Regions from separate parts of the Mus musculus genome. Here region 2 is linked to region 1. Evidence: chromatin contacts called from public HiChIP or PLAC-seq data. All regions are on one chromosome and are shown on one strand. Each heading gives the region's core, a stretch centred on a gene start, on an enhancer-like site or on the middle of the called end of the contact. The rest is flanking DNA. Distances are from core to core; before and after follow the strand shown. Region 1 has its middle 40 kb from the start of Slc22a15. Region 2 holds the start of Nhlh2 (nescient helix loop helix 2).

Evidence for each region. HiChIP or PLAC-seq counts read pairs in DNA pulled down with a chosen protein or histone mark.
Region 2: an H3K4me3 HiChIP or PLAC-seq map of embryonic hindbrain shows a contact between it and region 1, with 2.7 times the contacts expected there. The contact joins the promoter of Nhlh2 here to the enhancer-like site in region 1. A contact is called at or near these places in 1 of 39 promoter capture datasets (macrophages), 1 of 484 Hi-C or Micro-C datasets (cerebellar granule neurons), 8 of 115 datasets of contacts at active chromatin or transcription factors (embryonic forebrain, embryonic hindbrain, embryonic midbrain and 3 more) and 2 of 9 other capture datasets (liver and pancreatic islet).

The regions. Positions count from the first base shown.
Region 1 is chr3:101,961,673-101,967,503 of GRCm38.p6, forward strand. No RefSeq gene overlaps it. Among named protein-coding and RNA genes, the nearest start is that of Slc22a15, 40 kb to the left of the region's middle. Within about 2 kb of position 2,014, at least 8 of the 459 cell types and tissues checked have an H3K27ac peak or open chromatin away from gene starts, as enhancers often do.
Region 2 is chr3:102,007,994-102,013,193 of GRCm38.p6, forward strand. It overlaps Nhlh2 (nescient helix loop helix 2), which reads left to right and starts at 2,152. Exons shown (of 3, transcript NM_178777.3): 1 at 2,152-2,332; 2 at 2,742-3,066; 3 at 4,653-5,200. The coding sequence starts at 4,661. The coding sequence ends at 5,068.

The DNA of each region.
Region 1 (5,831 bases), core at 764-3,263:
CCCTTTCTCCAGAGAGTTGGCTCTTCTGCTGCTGTGACACACAGGACCAGTTCACACTCTGACAAAGAAGGCTCCAGGCCACCCCCTTCATGCCAGGCTCCAGCAGGCCGATCCCACGGTCACTGAAACCTTACATATAGCTTTACAAGCGTCTATGTACTTCTGTGACATATGTGGGTTCCAGTCTCTTGCACAAGGACAACTCTGTCCAATAGCATGTCCTGCTGGAGACATGAGTATCCTGAACATCTGCACTCCTTAATGCCATAGCTACTGGCCACACGTGGCTATGAAGTGCTTACAACGGGCTGCTCAGGTTTTGTTTTTGCTTTTTAAATTTAACTCTAATTCATTTTAACTTAAATGGTTACATACGACGTGTTCCTACTGTCATGGGAACGATATCTATTTGGATTTCTATGAATGGAAAGGAATCCACGACCATGCTAGGAGAATAACTGAGAAACATGAGCTAATCCTCACAATTTTGGCATAGGTAGAATGAATAAATGTCTGAAATATTTTAGTCTCAGTATTAGGTGGCATCTCTGGCCATGTGTTTTCAACACCCCAGTTATCAACATGAAAGTAAGATAGTTGAAAATGCTAGCTCTTTTAGCAGGTGCTTTGAACATCAGCAGGTAATTACAGTCAGATTTCTCTCTGCTCTCAATCAGTCTTCTGACTCTAAGCAAAGAGGAATGACGTAATCAGGCCAGGAACGAGAGGAAACAGTCAAGGCTCTGCTACCAACAGAGCAAGGCTTGACAGCCATTATCTCAACTTAGTATGTAAGATGCCAATTGGTGGCTATGACTCCCCCCACCCCCGTTTACTCTGTTGTGTTTCCCATCCCTAACAATAGACAAGTAAGACCAACCCTTTTTATTTTGCTAGTTTTTCATCTTAAAAACAACACAAAAGACTCTCAGGATTCAAAATTATAGAGCTGGGCGTGGTGGCCCACACCTGCAAGTCTGGCCCTTAGGAAGAGGAAGCAAGAGGGTGGGGACTTGTGGGTCATCCTCTGCTACATGTGGAGTTCTAAGCCAGCCTTAGCTCTGGGAGACCCTGCTTCAATATAATCCCAGCCCTCTTGAAGCTCAAAGTTCAAGGTCATCCTAGGCTATATATCTAATTCATGCCCACTGGGGCTACCTGAGACTCTAGTATAAACAAGTGTAAATAATAGTATGAATAACCCCAACATAATTTTAGATCCTGTTCTACATTGGATTAAATTTGCCATTTTTGAAAATTATTACATCAACTATCATAAACAGTATGTTCTAGTGAGGAAGACAATCTGCTCTTGAGTACATGGTTATTTATACATACAATAAAGTACATCTGAGATAACAGCAATGGTTATTTGCACACACATATATGTACTTATACACCTATAAAATCATATAGACCTATTAAAAACAAAACAAAAGCAAAGCCACAAACCCTCCAGAGGTTTTTATTTTAGGGTTTGTGGTATCTCCAAATTAGCACAGACATGGATTCTAAAGGCTGGGGAGTGAGCCCCCCTGAGGTCCCCAATTCTGTGCCCTCCACAGATTGTTCTGCACTCATCAGCACAGATGCACCCAACATGTAAGAATATCGCTGGTTTAAAATCAACCATTAGGTTGGCGCCCCGTCCACTAATAGGATAGATTTAGGACAGACAGAGATGTGGTGGTTCAGGTAACCAGGAGGGTCAGCCCCCATCTGGGGTGAGGTAGAGAGGACCACTCCTCTGGTCGAGCTGATGGATTCCAGGAAAAATTGACCCGCTTGTTTATATAGCTTGTCTTCCTTCACCGGGTTCTTATTTGAACCAAATGAGATCCTGGGAGAGTTACGCTCCTGCACAACGGCAGGATGAGTGGAGAAGCTGTCAGAGTACTTGAGTTTTGACCCCAGGCTTTCCTTAATGGCTTCACTTTTCTGTTCTCTCATCCACTGCCTGCGTCTCAGAATGTCCACAAAGGTCACAGGACACGCCCTCTGTGAACACAGCCCTGAAGCTACGATTCTGTCAGACAGAGGGATTTCCAGTCACAGGATTAGCCGGTACTCATTGATCTCTCGTCTCCTGGTCACCAGTTGCATACAGACAACACAGTGATTGTCTGGGATTAGTGGCATGATGTGTGAAGGTGTAACTGAGCGCAGCACAGGTCCCGTGAAAGGCCTGGATGTCAGTAAGTTCACCTGGTGATCTACCTTCAGTCAATGTAGCCTTCTGACCTTTTACCCACTTAGTCCTGCTGTCAGCAACTGGAAGCCCAGTCAAAGGGCAAGGCAGGGAACCCAGGGCCCCCCTCCCTGCAGACCATCTTGAGAATATTCAAGAAGAATTACCAAAAGACCCCAGACTTGTCGTTTTACTTTTAAGCAAACCAATAAAATCTCCCAGACAGTGAGCATCCTAGGCAGAGAAGAACTGCAGGATTGATTGCATTCAAACTGTTAACGCGTCCCTGTGGTCAGCACGGGGACATGGCAAGGCCTCTCGATTCCCTGGAAACGAATCATACAAAAGCACTGGAGGTGAGACGGGTTCAAATGTCTGTTCGTCAATAGACTCAAGATAATGGACTCAAAGTGTTCTTTTAAAAAGTTAGTGTTTATTGAGAATTTTCTCCGCAGTGAGCAAGCAATAAACTCCGATGGTTATTGTGAAAATCATCTTCGGGCACGGTTTTTTTTCCCTGTGAGTCCTGAGTGAGGGACTGAAGCTTCTGCCATTTTAATTCCTTTGTTAATGTCTTTATGAATGCAATTAACACTTCATTCACGCTCCTTTGTTTCTGGATCCCATTAGGATGTGGTTTGTGCCAGTTTCTCTCTCCCGGGAGACACCCCGCATCACACAACACTTCATTCAGCCGTGGGGCTGAGTCCTGACAAACCCAATTTCCAGAAGACTGAGTGTGAGTTGACACCAGGCTGCAGCAGTTGCTCTGAAGGGAGCAAGTGACTCTTTCCCTTCCAAGATGGAATCCACCTCTTCAGAGAGGCATGCTTGTACAGGAGCCTGCCGTGGTCAGGGAGGGAAGAGACACAGTTCCTGGCAGACACAGAGTCAAGAACTGAAGTCAAAGAAGTACTCAGAGCTGAATGGGCTGCCTAGTTTTAAAAAGAAAAGCAATGAACAAACAAACAAACAAACTCCAAAACTCTCAACAGGCTGAGGCAGGAGGATTGCTTGTTTGAGGCCAGTCTTGATCACGTAGATAGTGGGTCTCAACAAAACAAAATCAGGGTTAGGGAGATGGCTCAGCCTATAAAGTGTTTGTTGCCCAAGCTTGAGGACCTGAATTCAGATCCACGACACACACATACATACAACGCTGGGTATCGTGGCCAGTGCCTGTAGTCCTCGCACTGGCAAAGCAGAGACTGGAGGACCTGTGGAACTTGACAGCCAGCCAGTCTAGAATTGGGGATCTTCTGATTTAGTGAGAGACACTGTCTCCAAGAAAAAGGTAGAGAGTAACTGAGGGAAATAATGTCCATCTGTGGACCTCTGTCATGCACACACACACACACACACACACACACACACACACACACGCACACTAAGATGTAAGATGCATAAGTATGTAAATGAATGAATGCAAACAACCAAAACCTCTGAATGCCCAGGGTGCATCGCCTCCTAAGTTTCACAGACTCCTATTCTCCGCTGCAAACATGTAGTGACTGGCATGTCAGCACATGGTAAAGGGAGGCCCCACGAAGAAGTGACACGGTTTCCACCCTCTGGAGCTCACGTTATAGAGGTGAGAGGCGCTCCGTGGCTGCTCTGACTGAGAAGCAGAGTCAGAGCATTTGGAGTTCAGCTGTCTGGGCTGGGGGTTGCAGGAGAAATGCACCGGGAAGACAGGACTTGAGGAAACCACTTTCCCAGACTGTTCCACCATTGCGCCTCAACAAGTGGAGGCAGTAGGAGGAACTGCAGAGAACCTGGCAGTAGCCATGATGCAGAGGTGAGAAATGAATAGGAGGTTCGTGGCCATGACAAATTATTTTCCTTTTATATTAAAGTCTCTCCTTCAATTGATGGAATCATTTCTATTTCAAATACCAGTGTGATATTTGCTTAACAGCCGAAGGCGCTGCAGATGAATCTATCTGAATCTTGCTAAGATTCTGTTCGTGAAGAGAGGCAGGAAGTCTGGAAGAATATGAGCGGGGGTGGGGGGGGGGGAGCAGGGAGCACTGCCCATGGATGGCATCTGTTCTTTTAAATGGGCAGGTGCTACTTACCTGCAGACCCATTTCCAGACTATAGCTTTATTTTTCCTGGTTTTCTCCAGGAAGCTGAAAAAAGAATAGATTTTTGGGTAGCTGTTATCAAGCATGAAAAATTGGAACGAAAGGGAGAAAGACAGGCTGTAGCCGCCATCATCTGTGCCTAATGCTGACGCCAAAGGACTAAATCAAGGACACTATTTCCAATGTAGTTTTGACTTTATTTAATAGCATGATGGTTGTTTTCCTGTCCTAGAGCTACTTCAAATATCTAGCCTTGGTTCCATTTGGCTCTGTCCTCCATACCGAGACCTTTTTCAGCTGTATGTCAACAGACCTGGGCTGTGAACCACAACACATTATAATATGACCCAAGTGTGTCTCTGCCAAATTGGGAAGCCCCTAGGACTTAAAGCCTTACAGACTACAGCCAAGCCCAGGCGCCTCTTGCTTTAGGAAGGATCGTTTGGAGTCAGGAGCAGTTGTGCACGCCTGAAATCCCAGCATGGACTCAGGGGGCAGATTCAGTGGTTCATCCTCAGCAGCAAAGCAGTCTAGGACTATCCTGGGCTACAGGAGACCATGTCTCACACAAGCAATAATAAAGGTCATGTTGGTTATATCTCATTATATAGCTTCCTGAATTACAGCTAATTCCTGGCCAAAGAGCAACTCATTTTAACAAGACCTTTGATCTCAGTGACAGATTAAAGTATTGGTAATTTTTTGCATGGTTGTTCAACTGTCTGTGTTGAGACAACATTGTAATCTGCTGGAAGACTAGCAGTTCATTGGAATGAGTCAATTAATTCTCAAACGTTAATAGGGGTAAGAGAGAGAGGGGATTGTCTCTGAGTCTGAATGGTGGACTCTGAGACTAAAATAATTCTGTGTAGTGTGTATATATATGTGTGTGGTGTGTATGTGTGGTATGTGGTGTGTGTGTGTGTGTGTCATATGTGTGTGTGTGTGTGGTGTGTGTAGTATGTGGTGTGTGTATGTATGTGGTGTGGTGTGTGTGTGTGGGTGTATGGTGTGTGTAGTATGTGGTGTGTGTGTATATGTGTGTGGTGTGTATGTGTGGTGTGTGTATGTGTGTGGTGTATGTGGTATGTATGTGTGTGTGGCATGTGTGTGTATGGTGTGTATAGTATGTGGTGTGTGTATATATGTGGTGTGTGTGTGTGTGTGTGTGTACATATTAACACAACAACAACAACAACAAAAAGGCCTCTTTGTATCCTCTGGCCTGAAGCCACTGAGTAGCTGTGTAAAACCACACCCAGGACCTGTGTTCTGCTGCTTCTGAGGAAGATGTAAATGTGTAAATATGATGGAAGAGGTTTTATTTTCTCTCCCCTCTCAGGAATGGTCTGACAGCCCCAGGCTGGAGAATGTGTCTCTCCCAAGTACTCTGTCACCCTGGTAACCATGGAGACTGTGACGATCGATTAGATGCCATCTGATCTCAACCTCATAAAAAAGGCAGCAGATGGCAACCAGGCCACTAGATCTGTCTCAAGAGAGACGGAGAGGAAGAGAAAAGAGAAGGAAGGAGAGAGAAGGGAGAGCTGGGGTGG
Region 2 (5,200 bases), core at 902-3,401, 46 kb after region 1:
ATAGGAGAAGAGGAGCCATCTGTGCCTGGGATGTCTTAGAAATGGCAAATAGGGAGGGGGATGGGAGCTTTCCCACCAGAGAGAATGTACCTGTGTGGAAACCCATGTTGTGTCTATAATGGCGTGTCTAAGCATAATTGTGTGCGTATCTGGAATGTTTCTACACAGCTTTAGTCGTGTATTAATTTATGAATATGCAGGTTGTCGATGGCCTGGCTATAAAAGCGAATTGGTCTGGACTCACATGCACCATAGCAGAATCAGGCCAGCCATGGTTTGAGCATCCTCTTTCCCATCCAACTCCCAACACGAGGGTGACCAGGGACACGGGCCACTCCTATCCTAGCAGCTGTGCTTTCTAGAGCTCAGGTAACAAAAGCCACCACAGTTTTCAGTCCATCTGCCCAAGCATCTAATTGAGCCAGACAGCTTGTGTGAGCTCTAGATGGTGAGGAGACATGAGTATCTGAGGGTGCGCATCTGTGTGTACATCTCTGTTGTGTGTTAGTGCTTAGTGTTGGCTGCTGCTAGCCAGGCTGGGAAACCTTCCTCTCTCCCACATCGTCACTCCTGGCTCCCACCAGCCCTGCAGGGAAGGGGCTTCTCTGCTTGCCCATCTCTATGCTTGGGGATACCTGGGTTGAGCAGAGGTGAGGCTGAGCAGCACTGGTACCATATTCCCTTCTTTCCCTCTACCCTGCCTATTCTGGCCCATTACCCTCCTGGAGCTGATGTGAACAAAGGCAAACAATATACATCACAGCCATGAGGAACCCAGAGGGCCACTCTCTAGGTGGGTAGCTCTACAGCCCTCCCCTGAGGACAATACCTCTTTATAGGACAAAGGTGATTATGAAGAGAAAGTGAAGGTTCTCCTCTCCACAAAAACTCACCTAGGAACAGGGAGACAGGAGGTTGGCTATTATTCTCTCATTTCCTCTAAGCTTAATCAATCTAAAAAAAAATAGTATTTGGGTGTGATGGTACATGCCTTTAATCCCAACACATGAGAAGCAGAAACAAGCATATCTCTATGAGTTTGAGGTCAGCCTGGTCTCCATGGTGAGGGTCAGGCCAGCCAGGGCTGCATAGTGAGACCTTGTCAAAAATACCAAAAAGAAAGAAAGACAGGAAGGAAGAAAGGAAGGAAGATAGACAGAAAGAAGACAGAATTAGTGGTATCACTGGCAATGTGTAAATAATAGCAAATAATATATAATTGATAGTGACTAACAGTAAATTTCCCTTAATTTTGTAAAACACATAAATTTGGGACTGGAGGTCATCTTAGGCAAAGGCATTGCATGCTAGAATACTTAATATTTACATTTTAGCACAATTACATTGCCACCCAGCTAAATATATTCACTCACGTGTTAGGATGGGCAAGAATAAAGTACTGTCTTTGCACATACTGTGTGTCATATTTTACAGCGAATAATGAACATGAGTAAATGGGTAAAGAAAAAGAAAACCAAACATAACTCAAAAAGTAGAATTATCTAGTGGTCTCTAACTACTTGGATTCTGCTCCTAATTCCACCAATGATTTAAACTAATGTGTCAAACGTCCTTTAAAATATCATCTATTAATAAGCTGGTCTCATAGTAGAACCTTTCTCCAAAACATCCATATGCTTAAATAATCATGATTAAAGCATCCTCTAAAAGACACTTCACTTTACATAAATGTTAGCATTGCCTGTCTGGATCGTTCACCTTAATTACAGTGTCATAGACAGAATATGCTTTCATGTGCCCAGCACAACTATTTTTCTAACTATTGATTTAAAAAAATGCTGGCTCACAAAATGCCAGAGGAATTTTCCATGTTCATATAGTGTCTACTTGCACTTAAATATTGCATCAATAATCTGAAAACAAGGAACCGCCTGTGTGGCCAGACGCTGTAGATGCTATGGCTTCTATCATGGGCTGCTTTCAACTGCTATATTTTATGGCACAGATTCAGTGGGAATCTGATCTGCTAAAATATTTGGGCTGTGAAAACTCCCACACTGTGACAGATGTCAAGTCCAATTAAGTGACTCGTGTCCAGGTTTCTGTCCAATAGGATTTCCCATTAAATATCAATTTAGGGGGAAAAAATTCCATCCCCCTTCTTAAGCCTTTATCTCTTCCACCATCTCCAGGCTAAATCAATTGGTACCAGAAGAGCCAAGAAGCCACACAGGCAGCTGCCTCTCCTCTCTGGCTCTCCCAAGCTCCCCTTTCTCTGCTTCCCTGTCACTGTTACTCCAGAAGACGTCCACTTCTCTCCAATCTCTCTCCAGCATCTCCAAGCTACTGACTATATACATTTCACCACAAGGTAAAGAGGGGAGGGAGTGGGGTAGGGTAGGGGGTGTAACCAAACCTTGAAAGACTTTGAAACTGCAAAATTGGCGTCTGCTTATACAACACAGAAGTAGATGAGGGACAAGACAGAGGCAACCTTAAGCCCTAGTTACTGTATTGTTGTTCCTGGGAACTGGGGAGACACCGGCTGAACAAAGCATTATCTTGAAGAAGAAGAGAAAAATCACTTCTGAGCCCCTTCCATCCCTGACCGCACTTCCCAGTTTCGCCCCAGCCCGATTAAGGGAAGGGAAGGAGTCCTCAAGGAATGGAATTTTATCTTAACCATCTTTCTTATTGATTATTCTGCTATTAGAAAGTGGAGGAATCGTCCCTTTGATGTGATTGTTTTTATCTCAGCATCTCTTTTGTTATTTATACAGCCCTTTGAGTGGGGAGGCGTGAGGTTTCAACACTTCGACTTATAAAGATCAACAACGAATTTTCCTGAAATGTTTAAGAACAGTTAAAAACAAACCAACAAACAAACAAACGGGCGTTTTCAATCCATCAACTAAGTGAACAACCATACACCCGCTAAGACACCGCCGCTCGTTGTGGTGGTCGGCGAGATGACAGCTGCTTTTTCATCTGCGAATGTAATAAATATTGGCTGCTTTTAATATTTGCCAGGATCTCTCCTCCTTGTTTCCTGGAATTTTAACTCTAAAAGATTGACGAAAAGATTATCGACAGGGCTCTTGCAAGGTAAGACATCTTCACGTCTCTTTTTCTTTAGATTAAGTTGAGTCATATTGTATTTTATAGATGTATTCCTCACACATGGTCATAGACTTAAATGCCCACGAGAAATACCATTTATGACTATTTAAATATCTGGAGGATTTAAACGCGTGGGGGGACAGCCCGGGAACTTTTTGTCCGATCTGTAACTATGTCGTGGTTTGCTATGATTTTTCTCCCTGTGTATTTCTACCTCTTCACGCCAACTGCGTAGGTGTGAGTTGTTTCACTTATAAACGTAGAGAAAAGCCTGGGGGGCGGGGGGAGCAGCATGCAGTTCGTTTGGTTCATTTATTGTTATTCTGAGGATCCGTTTTCCTTGCACGGAAAGCTGTTTCTGAGCTCAGGTCTCTCCTGGGCAAATTCGAGGCCAGGAGCCGAACCTACATCCCCTCCCTGGCTTTTGTTTCTCTGAAGCGAGGCTCTTACTCAGGAGCCTTGCCTGTGAGGGGCAAGGCGGGGTACAGAGGTCATAGCCCGGTCGTCCCTCCTGGTGGCGGAGGCCCAAAAGCTCAGCTCAGGCAGGTTTCTATCCCCATCTGCCCACCCAGATCACCCGCAAGCCCAGTGGTTCTCGAAGACGCGAAGGCCCTCGAGCTGCCGGCCCGAGGTGGCTTTTCCAGGAGGGCATCGTCTGGGGAAAGCCCGGCGCAGACACGGGGCCGCGGCCAGGCCTCCCTGGGCCGCCGGTGGGCTGCGGGGCTCCGGTCCCCTAAGCTCACGAACTTCACCCGCACAGATACAGCTTGCGCCCGGGGCGTCCCGCACTGGTGCCTCGGAGTCCATCCCTCTCTGGCCCTCCCCAGCCCCTTCGCCCGCAGCGACCTGGCCGCCTGCGTTTTCCCGGGAGGTAGTCGGCAGACTGCCGGGCATTGTGTGATCCACGTCCCTAGGTCCCCAATGTGTGTGGCAGTCTGCGTGACAGATGGTGCTCCGGGAGAGTATGAGGGCCGAGGAGTCAATTTTCTTTTGAAAGGACCGAACACATGTGTTCGGTCATTTCTTTATTATTTCGGAGAAACGCGGGGAGGGGACGGCAAGAAAGCCTTCCCGGCCTAGGTTCCAGGATGGGGTTCGCCCGCACCCCAGCGTAGCCCAGACCCTCAGGCGCTGGGAGTCTCCAGCTGCCTTGCCCTAGGCCCTCGGGTGGGAAGCACACTCTGCATCTCCATTAAAACCCAGATGCATCCATCCTTCGGGCATCCATCCCTTCGGGATCTTTCCTGTGTCTGGGAAGGGAACGGAGCAAGGGAGGCGGGAGAGAGCAGCTGATGTCTGGCCAGAGGAGACTCAAGATGTCAGCCGGCCCCAGAGGTCCACGGTTCTTCAGCCCCAGCGCCACTGGCCCCTCTGGCAGTCTTCTGTGTGGGTTCAGAATGCGCTTTGATACCCGCTCCTTGCCTCCCCACTTGCGTGGGCCTGAAACGAGGAGAGGACCAGTGTCCCCAGGTCCCCTCCTAGAAGTCCAGGTTTGCTAGGCCCTCGCCACTACTCCTTGCAAATCAAGAACCAGATTCCTTTTATTAACTGACTTTCTGACTCCCCATCAGCCTCCAAAATGATGCTGAGTCCGGACCAAGCCGCCGACTCAGATCACCCCAGCTCGACGCACTCGGACCCGGAGTCTCTGGGCGGCGCAGACACCAAGGTTCTGGGCAGCGTGTCGGACCTAGAGCCAGTGGAGGAGGCGGACGGCGACGGCAAGGGAGGCAGCCGGGCCGCGCTCTACCCGCACCCGCAGCAGCTGAGCCGCGAAGAAAAGCGCCGCCGCCGGCGCGCCACGGCCAAGTACCGATCGGCCCACGCCACCCGCGAGCGCATCCGAGTGGAGGCTTTCAACCTGGCCTTCGCCGAGCTCCGCAAACTACTACCCACGCTGCCTCCGGACAAGAAGCTCTCCAAGATCGAGATTCTGCGCTTGGCCATCTGCTACATCTCCTATCTCAACCATGTCCTGGACGTGTAGGGAGGGCTACGCCGCGGGAGGCCGCGGGTCCGGAAGACTGCCAAAGGCGACTCATCCGGACTGCCAGGCTAGAGGTTTGCCCAGAGACACTTGAACGCAGGAGAAAGCTTTGCAGCCTGTTCTTTCTAGTCA